Linked DNA regions of Mus musculus: regions 1 and 2 are each linked to region 3. The links are chromatin contacts, called in public ChIA-PET and HiChIP or PLAC-seq maps. All regions are on one chromosome and are shown on one strand. Each heading gives the region's core, a stretch centred on a gene start, on an enhancer-like site or on the middle of the called end of the contact. The rest is flanking DNA. Distances are from core to core; before and after follow the strand shown.

The links. ChIA-PET counts read pairs in DNA pulled down with a chosen protein or histone mark. HiChIP or PLAC-seq counts read pairs in DNA pulled down with a chosen protein or histone mark.
Region 1: a contact with region 3 is called in a FOXA1 HiChIP or PLAC-seq map of pancreatic cancer cells. The contact joins the enhancer-like site here to the promoter of Rbm42 in region 3. A contact is called at or near these places in 5 of 39 promoter capture datasets (cranial neural crest, frontonasal cranial neural crest, hippocampal neurons and 2 more), 5 of 115 datasets of contacts at active chromatin or transcription factors (bone marrow-derived macrophages, forebrain, large pre-B cells and 2 more) and 1 of 9 other capture datasets (liver).
Region 2: a contact with region 3 is called in an RNA polymerase II ChIA-PET map of memory CD8 T cells, with 12 read pairs. The contact joins the promoter of Gramd1a here to the promoter of Rbm42 in region 3. A contact is called at or near these places in 1 of 39 promoter capture datasets (cranial neural crest), 1 of 115 datasets of contacts at active chromatin or transcription factors (memory CD8 T cells) and 1 of 9 other capture datasets (pancreatic islet).

What each region holds. Positions count from the first base shown.
Region 1 is chr7:30,999,042-31,002,348 of GRCm38.p6, reverse strand. All of the region lies in intron 2 of Gm42377 (a long non-coding RNA gene), which reads left to right. Among named protein-coding and RNA genes, the nearest start is that of Fam187b, 19 kb to the right of the region's middle. Within about 2 kb of position 1,503, at least 143 of the 459 cell types and tissues checked have an H3K27ac peak or open chromatin away from gene starts, as enhancers often do. A contact at or near this core is called in bone marrow-derived macrophages, memory CD8 T cells, pancreatic cancer cells and 1 more, where this site is marked.
Region 2 is chr7:31,149,514-31,152,744 of GRCm38.p6, reverse strand. It overlaps Gramd1a (GRAM domain containing 1A), which reads left to right and starts at 1,574. Exons shown (of 19, transcript NM_027898.4): 1 at 1,574-1,849. The coding sequence starts at 1,842.
Region 3 is chr7:30,648,298-30,651,730 of GRCm38.p6, reverse strand. It overlaps Rbm42 (RNA binding motif protein 42), which reads left to right and starts at 1,503. Exons shown (of 10, transcript NM_133693.2): 1 at 1,503-1,793; 2 at 2,012-2,147. The coding sequence starts at 1,654.

The DNA.
Region 1 (3,307 bases), core at 254-2,753, 350 kb before region 3:
ACTTCCAGGCAGCTAGGATGAGGGTCTTAAAGCCCACGCCCACAATGACACACCTACTCCTAACAAGGCCACACCTCCTAATAGTGCCACTCCCTGGGCCAAGCATATGCAAACCATCACACCTATTCAGCCAGGTAGAGCTCTCCAGAGGCAGGCTGAACAGCCACAATTCACCAGCTATAGGAACCATCTACTAGGTCCATGCCCACGTGTGTCCATCCTCTCCTTCCCCAACATAAGACAGTAGGAGCACGAACCTTCCTTCACATCCGGAAACCCAGAGACAAAGAACGACGATGCTACCAAAAGCCTTGTACCAGGGACCCCTCCATGTATCCCGTCCCTGAGGACCAACCAGCATCAGCCCCTCCATGGTTGAGGACTGCTGACTCATTCGTTTCTCATGCCGTCTCTTGACGTTGAGCCACACGGAACCTGGCACGGGTAAGGGCACCAGAGACACCAAGGATGGACCACACAGTCGCCTGGTTGCTGTGTGTGCCTGGCCTCCATCTGTAGACTGGGGCTGTCAGTGCTGCTTACTACAGAGTCCAGCAAAGCCTCATGGGAACCTCACCTGGATTTTTTTTATCATGGGAGCCCCTTAAATACCAGCTCTTGTGACAAACAACATGTTGGCCTCCATAAGAGAAGTAAATTGAACAGAGTAACCCGCATCTGTAGTTGTAGCTACTAATCTGGAAGCTGAGGCACAGGGGACATGGTCGGGGGAGGGATCACTTAAGCCACAAGGTGGGTGACCACATTGGGCAACATAATTAAACCCTATTTAAACAACCATGGAGCAAGGAACAATCTAGGTGTGGAAATATACATCAATAATTCCAACATTCCGGAGTCTGAAGTGGGACATTCTGAGTTCAAGGCTAACCTGGGCTAACATAGTGGGATCCTGACTCAAGAGGGGGAGGAAGAAGGGAGGAAAAGAGGGAGGGAGGGAAGGAGAGGGAGGCAGGCAAACAGACAGACAGAACTAGAAAGTAGTGAAAGAGGAGGGAAGACCATGAAGAGGTAGAAAGGGCAACACTTTACCAACAAAGAGGAAGATGTTGAGATGGGAGGGAAGCTGGAGATAGGTGAAGGAAAACCAGAAAGCCTGGCAAGGATGGAATATTTCCAGAGAATTCTGGGGAAAAGACTTCAGTTGCCTAAGGAGTTGATGGCCATTTGGTGATTAGAGGCTTTTTGCTCGTCAACTGTCTCTATGATTTCTGTTTTACCCACCTGTGGCCATGTGGCTAAGAGGAAGCAACCGTGCCTCTCTGAGACCCAGTCTCCCCACTGGAAAATGGAGAACACAGTCTCATCCACATCTGCAGGGTGGCTGGGGAAACTGAGCCGTGCAGCCAAACTCCATCTTACCTCTGTGGAGCAGCAGGCAGCTTTCCACATGGAGATGCTGCTGCGTCCGTCCACCAGCTCACGCTTGGCAGACAAATCAAAAGGCTATAAATAGACACGTCTCAGTTCTCATAAATGGGTTAAATATGACTTGGCTTCCTGCCCAGGCTTCCTGTCAAGGCAGTGGGCAGGGACTGTTCCCTGCAGGGGTCTGCTAGGCGCCAAGGTCACTTGCAGTGGAGGAGGCAGGGACTGGAACAATATCCAGGTGATGTCCCTCCTAGACACAAGCTGCTACTAGCCCTCTGAGCCCTGACCACAGCCCTGCCCAGTGACTCAGGCTGGGCCACTGGCCCGATTGCCTGGACTCACCTCTCTGGCTCAGCCTGCATTAGGTCAGCCTGTCTGCAAATGAGTCCTGGGACTCTGAGCAGGCACTGGGGGGAGGGGAAAGAAGCAGGAGGCAGCACAGTGGTCTTAGAGAGCCTGGACTGTCCTGGGACCCCCTGCCCATCTGACTGCAGGAGTATCTCAAAAGTGGAGCTCGCCCCTAACGCCCTGACATGCAGAAGTACGTTCTGGACATGGCACTGGCAGGTCCCCAGTGCCTGGGTTCAAGTCTCAGCTGCCTCAGTTTCCCCATCTGTGGAAAACAGAAAATAACAGTACCTCCCTAAGAAGGCAAGGGCATTCCTGGCTCTCGGCATCGAGTTGGGGCAGAGTATCTGCTCTGGATGGGAGAGGGGTATGCCACTACTATTTGTTTTGTTTAAATTTTGAGACACTGTCTTACAGTGGAGCCCCTTGCTGGCCTGGGGATCACTATGTAGCTCAGGCTGGTCTCAAACTCATGAGGTCCACCTGAGCGATTAGAATAAAGACATGCACCGCCATGCCCTGTGCTGTTGTTGTTCGTTTATTATTTTTTTTTTGTGTGTAGGTGTGTTTGTACATCTGCTTGTCTGTATATGCACCACATGCAAACAGTGTCAGAGCACCCCAGAAGAGGATCTTTTGATCCCCTGGAACTAGGGTTATAGACGATTTGAGCTGCCCCGTGGGTGCTGGGAATCAAACCCAGGTCTTTGGCAAGAGCATCAAATGCTCTTAACTGCTGAGCCAACTCTCCAGTCATTAATTTGAGACAGGGTCTCACTGTAACCTAGGTTGGCCTTGGCCTTGAAATCCTGACCCTTCTACATGCTGGGAATATAAGAATATGCCACTCTGCTTGGGTTAATATGACTGGTTTGTTTGTTTGTTTGTTTGTTTTGGCTATAACTACATGTAACTCAAAAGCAAGGACCATAACATGGATAAAGTGAAGGCCATGTCTGTAATCTCGGTGGTTGGTAAACATAGACAGGAGGGTCAGGGGTTTAAACTGTCATCCTAGTCTACATAGCAAAGTCAATGCGGGGCTATCTCTGACATTCTCTGAAGCAGAAAATAAACAAATGAAAGTAGGATTCTAAAGCCACCAAATTGGGTCCAGTACCCAGACCCAATACTTCCAACTAGTGTCCCCTTAGATGTGGATTTAATTTCTCCATGTTTCTATTAATCATCTGTAACGTTAGAATGCTAGTTATTTATGATGTGCTATGAAAATTAATAATGTGTACTAGTTAGGTTTCATTGTCAACTTAGCACAGCCAAGACTCCTCTGAAAGGAAAAACCTCAACTGGGAAATTGCCTGGATCAGATTGGCCTGTGGCCATGTCTATAGGGGGTCTGCCTTGATTGTTAGTTGATGTGGGTGGGAAAAGCCCACTATGGGCAGCACCATCCCTAGGCATAAAAAGATCTAGCTGGGCATGATGAGCCTGGGAGCAAGCCAGCAGTGTTCCTCCATGGTTTTTGCTTCAAGCTCCTATTCTGAGTTCCTACCTTGACTGTCCTCAGTGGTGAACTGTAACCTACAAGTGTAAGCCAAATAACCGG
Region 2 (3,231 bases), core at 325-2,824, 500 kb before region 3:
GATTTTTTGATATGCAAATTTGAGCACAATGGCCTTCCACTTAAATACTTTAATGACTTTCCATTGTCCTTAGAAACAATTCAGAACCTTTAACGAAATTAATGAGGCTTTTTATGCATACTGAACCTCTTATGTCTTATGGTGAGGACACAGATGGCCATTATACACTTTTATTTGAAATGAATATTCACTAAGTAAAAATGTAAAAATTTGTGCGGTTGGTGGTTCCTGCCTGTAATCCCAGCATTTAGGAGGCTGAGGCAAGTTCATAAATTCGAGCCCTGACTCAGCTACATACTGAGGTTTGAGGCCAGCCCAGGCTATATAATGATATCCAACCCACCCAAGCCCTCACCACCGAAGTAAATGTCTTTCTAAGAGTAAACAAGCTACGGACGTATAAAAAGAGCAACACAGAAAGATGGAAGGCAGCCATGCAAGAAGAGCGAGCTTCCTCCTGTGGAAGGGATAGCAGTGCAAAGGTCCTGAGGCCGGAGGCAGGTGGGATGAGCAGGGGGGTAGATTGACACCTGGGATAATCAACCAGGAGGCTAAGGAGGAACCAGTTAGACAGACAGGTGGAAGGGGCCCAATCAGGAGGGCTCTGGACACCAAGATGAGCACTTTTTTTTTTAAAACAAGGAATGAGGTGGAGCCAGGGTAGGGCTTGAAGCCAAGAGGCCTCTGGCCAGACTTGGCGATTCACAGGCTAGAGCTCTGGCTGTAAGTGGTAACAGAGCGGGATAGGAATGGAAACCAAACAAGGTGGGACTGGGCCTACTGTAGCTGGACAAGAGGCTGAAGGCCGAAGAGGGGTGGGGAGAAATCCCTGGGCTGGGTCCCAAAGCCAGAGGCTCGTTCACATTGTGTTCTCCAACAAGGACGACAACCACGCCTGGCTTGCAGAGGTGGGTGCAGGGCTGGCTGGCACAAGAACTCGTCCTACACTGCAATGTATGGTCATTTCCCGTCCTGAGGCTCGGCAGGCTTCCCAGTATCAAAAACGCTGATGAGCCCTGCCCCTGTGCTGTTCTGGGGGAAACCCCTTGCCTGGGAGCAGGGGGCTCCCCAGGCCTGAGGGACTTGCCCAAGCGCACACAGCACTGCTAGGAGCCGGGTGGGCTGGAATCTGACGTGGTCTGCACGATTAGGCTGGGGAAGTCTCCATACACACGCGCGCGCGGAAAAGTGAACGCTTCTAAGGCAGGAACTGAGGTTCTGAGGCTGGGTGGGGAGAACGGGAAGAGGCTTTCCACCCTCCAGCTGTGGTTCCCCGACCCCACCCCCAGACTTCCGCCCCAGGCCAGTTCTTCCCAGCATCAGCCTGTCACCCACCTCCATCCCACTTCTCAGAGACTCTTCTGGGTCCAGGGGAGAAGCCCAGGGTGTTTAAACTTGTTTGCTCATTTGTTTTGAAGACAAATTCTCACTCTGCATTCCAGTGGCCTGGAATTCATTATGTAGCCCAAGCTGGCCTCGAACTCATGCCAATCCTCCTGTCTCAGCCTCTGGGATGTGAGGCGTGCGCTATCACGCCCCGCCCAGGCTGCTCATTTTAAATAAAAATTTTCTTCTGTCTCCCAGCCGGACTCTTTCCCCAGCCATCCTAGGCCTAGGCCCGCGCTCGCGTCCATGTCCCCCTCCCGGCGGGGGCGGCGCCGTGACGCGCGGGGCGGGAGCAGGAAGGGGGTGTCGCTGACGCCGAGGCGGCCTCCGGCGGCTCCGGCCTTTTGTGCGGGTGGCAGGGTCCGGTGGAGGCGGCGGCCGAGGCAGGCGAGGCCCGGGAGGCCCATCTCAGAGCAGCCGGCCGGGTCCTGCCCTGCAGCCGGGGCGCCGCATCCATGTTCGAGTAAGCACCGGGCCTCGGGGTGGGAAGCGGGGACGGTGGTGCGATCGGGCTGCGGCAGAGGGCCGGAGCTGGGTTTCCAAGCTGGTGCATGTAGGAGCGACCCCGCTGGGGACCAGAAGGGGTACACGTGAGGGATTGCAACCTGGCGGCGAGACCCAAGATTGGGGCGTCACTACCGGCCTGGGACGCATATGGGCAGCGGGGAGCTCCTCTAGGCCCTGATCGTCCCCCTACGGGGAGCCCTGACCCAACACCCAGATGAAAGGGCCGCGAGCAGCCCCACCCCCCATCCCCATTACTGGGCAGGCCCCGCAGATCCTCCGGTCGGTGGTCCCCGTTTGTCGTGGGGGCTGGGGAAAAGGAGCTTCTTTGAGCCTGAGATCTCGGCGGGGTGGGGGTCGGGTGTGTTCTGCCCCCCTCCCGCCCCCGCCACTCCTGCCTGGTCACCTGTGCCTGCGGGTTTCCGTTTGTGATTGTGCTCAGCGTGGTGTGTGTGTGTGTGTGTGTGTATGTGTGTGTGTGTGTGTGTGTGTAACAGCTGGGATTCTTTGGGGCAATGTTGTGTGGCTGTCTGTATGTTATCTATCATCTTCTGTGTGATGGCTACCACCCAGGTCGAGTGCATCTGGTGCTCTTGGACCCACTGTGGTTGTGTGTGAGACGTGTCTCATTTTCTTTGTGGCACCGTGTGCAAATCACACATTCTGAGCTTGTGCCTCATTGTGACTTGTACAGCATTCCGCTTCAGTCTCTTGGCTGACTGTACCTATAATTCACCATGAATTACGTCTGTGAGTTACCTCCGTGAGCTCTCATTGTGATTTGAGTATGTGTGCATGTGGTTGGGGCTCAGCTGCTGTGCGCCTGACATCCACATTTGGATGTCTTTTGGTTCCGTGAACAAGTAGAAATTGCATGTGTCTACCGGTGACAGTGTGGTGTCACTGGGCCCTGTGGGTGGCTCACTTACCTCTGATTCCGTCTGTGGGAAAGTCCCAGTGTATCCAAATGTGGCATTGTTGCATGCCTTGGGTGTGTGTGGGAGATTGTCTCTGTCTCTCAGACCCTTTGTGGCTTTGTCTGTTGAAAGAGACAGAGACCCCTTGTGGTTTTCTCAGCTGAGAACCCTCCCTCCTGGGATGTTGGGTGTAAACTTAACTGCTTTGCAAAGCCTGCCCCTCCTCATGCTGACCCTTCAATATCTGGCAGTGCATTGTTCCCAAGCCCCCCTTGTCTATGGGAATGTCAGGGCTCTCTCACCTTGACAGCTGATAATTCCATTCCTCGACTCTTGAGAACTGGCCCTTGCTTTGTTTTCTCTGCCTGGTGAACACCCACCCTGCAGTTAGAGGGTCAGTCGGGATGTGTAGGTTGATATGATG
Region 3 (3,433 bases), core at 254-2,753:
AGAAGATTTCACCTCACTGATGCTGGTCTTTTATATATATATGTACATATATATATATGATTTATTTATTTTATGTGTATGAGTGCATAATAGCTGTCTTCAGATCCGGGTGGTGGTGGCGCACGCCTTTAATCCCAGAACTTGGGAGGCAGAGGCCAGCCTGGTCTACAAAGTGAGTTCCAGGACAGCCAGGGCTACACAGAGAAACCCTGTCTCAAAAAACCAAAAGAAAAAAAAAAAAAAAAACTGTCTTCAGACACACCAGAAGAGGGCATTAGATCCCATTACAGATGGTTGGGAGTCACCATGTGGTTGCTGAGAATTGAACCCAGGTCCTCTGGAAGAGCATCTGGTACTCTTAACCGCTGAGCCATCTCTACAGCCCCAGATGCTGGTCTCTTTTGTTTGTTTGTTTGTTTGTTTTTTTCCAAGACAGGGTTTCTCTGTGTAGCCCTGGCTGTCCTGGAACTCACTCTGTAGACCAGGCTGGCCTCGAACTCAGAAATCCACCTGCCTCTGCCTCCCGAGTGCTGGGATTAAAGGCGTGCGCCACCACACCCGGCTCAGCTGGTCTCTTCTTAATCACCGCTAATTTCTTAGCTCCAGCTAACCAGCATCAATTGTCCCAGTAGTCTCTTCTCTTTTTCACTCTAAAGCCAGAGCCACATGCTGGAACATCACCCCACCCCCAACCCCATTCTATTACCAGCTTTCTGTTTTCCACCTCCCTCATTGCCTAAGCTTGGCTGTCCTGGAACTTGCTCTGTAGATTGACCTTAAATCCAGAGATCTGCATGGCTATCTCCTAAATTATGGGATTAAAGACATGTACCTCCACACTTCTCTCTAGATATCTCTAGTATAAAAGCCAATATTTGGGGGGCTGGAGAGATGGCTCAGCAGTTAAGAGCACTGACTGCTCTTCCAGAGGTCCTGAGTTCAATTCCCAGCAACAACATGGTGGCTTACAACCATCTGTAATGGGATCTGACACCCTCTTCTGGTGTGTCTGACAGCTACAGTGTAGTTAGATATAATAATAAATAAATCTTTTTTAAAAGCCAATATTTTGTTCTGTATCCATAATCCCAGCACTTGAAAGCCTATGTCAACCTAGGAAGTTCCATACCTGGGCTCAAAACCAAACCAAACCCCAAAATGAAAAAAAGAAAACCATGGAGGTAGTCAGTAAAATTAAATTTTATTCAAAAAAAGAATAATGAACTGACCCCTGGCAGTGTATCTGTCCACCGAGTGCAAAAGACTCCTACCCTGGCTTTGCAGTGTTTACAAACTTCTGGAAGGACCTCCGAACTTCCGTGCCTCCTCAAAGTTCCGGCTTCCACAGCGGGGTGGGTCAAAGTGACGTTGCTTCGCTCTCATTCGCCCACCTTTCTCTACGAGGGCGGGGCCTATCCGTACAGCCGCGTCTGTCAGATTAGAGGCCCTTCCGGGGCCCTGACTTTCCGACACTCTAATTGGCTTTTGCTCGCTCTGGGGGTGTGGCCAAGTCTCAGCCCCTGTTCTTAAACTACGTCCTCACGCAGCGCATCCGTCGCGGTAGTCCATACGTCATCGGCCGGCTCCCACCCTGAGACGACAGGGACTCGACCGTAGAACCCGCTGCGGCTGCTGGAAGGAGCGGTGAAGGCTATGGCATCAGCGATGGCCGGAGCAGGGCCGGCTCCGGGACTCCCGGTGGCGGGAGGGCCGGTGGTCCCGGGGCCTGGTGTCGGCATCCCGGGCAAGAGCGGCGAGGAACGCTTGAAAGAAATGGAGGCGGAGATGGCCCTGTAAGGCCCTGAGTAGGAGAAATAAAAGCTGTTCCCGGGCAAACCCAATTAACCCTGTAGCCTCCAGGTCTTCAGAAGGTTGAGATGTGGTTCCATAAGGGGCCGTGGGACCCGAGGGATGCGGGGAGGCATTAGCTGGGATGAAGGCGCGGTGGAGAAGTACCCAGCACCTCAGGCTTGGTGAGACCTGACCTATGGTATCTGTCCCGCTCCCCCAGGTTTGAGCAAGAAGTATTGGGAGCTCCGGTGACCGGAATCCCAACTGCTGTGCCTGCGGTGCCCACGGTAGAAGCGATGCAGGTCCCCCCAGCTCCTGTGATCCGCCCAATTATCGCCACCAACACATACCAACAGGTAAGGTGAGAGCTACAGCTTGAGTCGGGAGAACAGAATGGTTTGGTCCCAATAAGGGCTTATCTATGGACAGCGATTGATGTTTTGGCTGGCATGACCACTTAAGTGCCAGGGACTCAGGATGCAAGACAGTATATTTAATCCATTGGAAACTAATATTCTACAGTGCCTGTCCGGTAGAACTTTCTGCAGTGTTAGATTATTCTATATAAACATCTCTTGAGCCAGGCATGGTGGCGCACACCTTTAATCCCAGCACTCGGGAGGCAGAGGCAGGTGGATTTCTGAGTTCGAGGCCAGTCTGGTCTACAGAGTGAGTTCCAGGACAGCCAGGGCTATACAGAGAAACCCTGTCTCGAAAAACAAACAAAAAAAAAAATCTCTTGAAAGTTTTTATTCACAGATTTGGGGTGTAGTTCAGTGGTAGAGCACTTAGCCTGGCAGAGTCCTATTTTCTAAGCCCACTACCACCACAAAAAAACCAAAACAATATTAAAATGTATATCTGTGTTGTCATTCCCAAGACTCATGGATAATATTCCAGGTGCTTAATAGTCAGCTGTAAGAAAGAAGCCGAGGAAAGAAGGAAACAGGGGGGAACTATTTAGAGGAACACCAGCAGAGAAAACGTGTTTATTCTGTTCACAGTTATTAGGTGGGCTGGGATGCAGCTTAGTAATAATCTCATGCCTGGCATGTCAAAGCCGTGGGTTCAATCCCTTGCATTGTGGAGGGAACAAAAAAGATCAAAGGCACTCTTGTGCCTTCTCAGCACTAGGCACTGTTCTAAGCAAGGGGTGTATAGGAGAAAACAAAACAGAAAAGTTCCCGTTGTTTCTTTGACCTTACAAAGTGGTAAGAGTTTTATTAGCAGTCAGGGAAGGCCTTTTTGATCTGGTATTAGTAAAGCAAAGATATAAATGAGATGACTGAACCATGCAGATGTCTGGAGTGATGTTATCCCAGGCAAAAAGTTGTCCATGCAAAGACTGAGACAGCATTGTCTTGTTCATGCAACAGCAGAGAGGTCAGTGGCTAGAGAGGAGCAAACAAAAGGGAAAATGGAGAAGATTAAAACAGTGATGGAAGCTAGATCTAGCAGGGTCTTCTGAGCCACTTTAAGATGAAATGAGGAACTACTAGAGAATTCTAAGGTGGGTGGTAATGGTCCAACTTATAGGTTAAGCATGTAGCTTTGGCTGTCTTGATAATATACTAGAGAGAGCAAGGGTGAGTTCAAGGAGATGGAGAAAGAGGCTAATAATCTAGGTAAGGTAGAGGTAGAC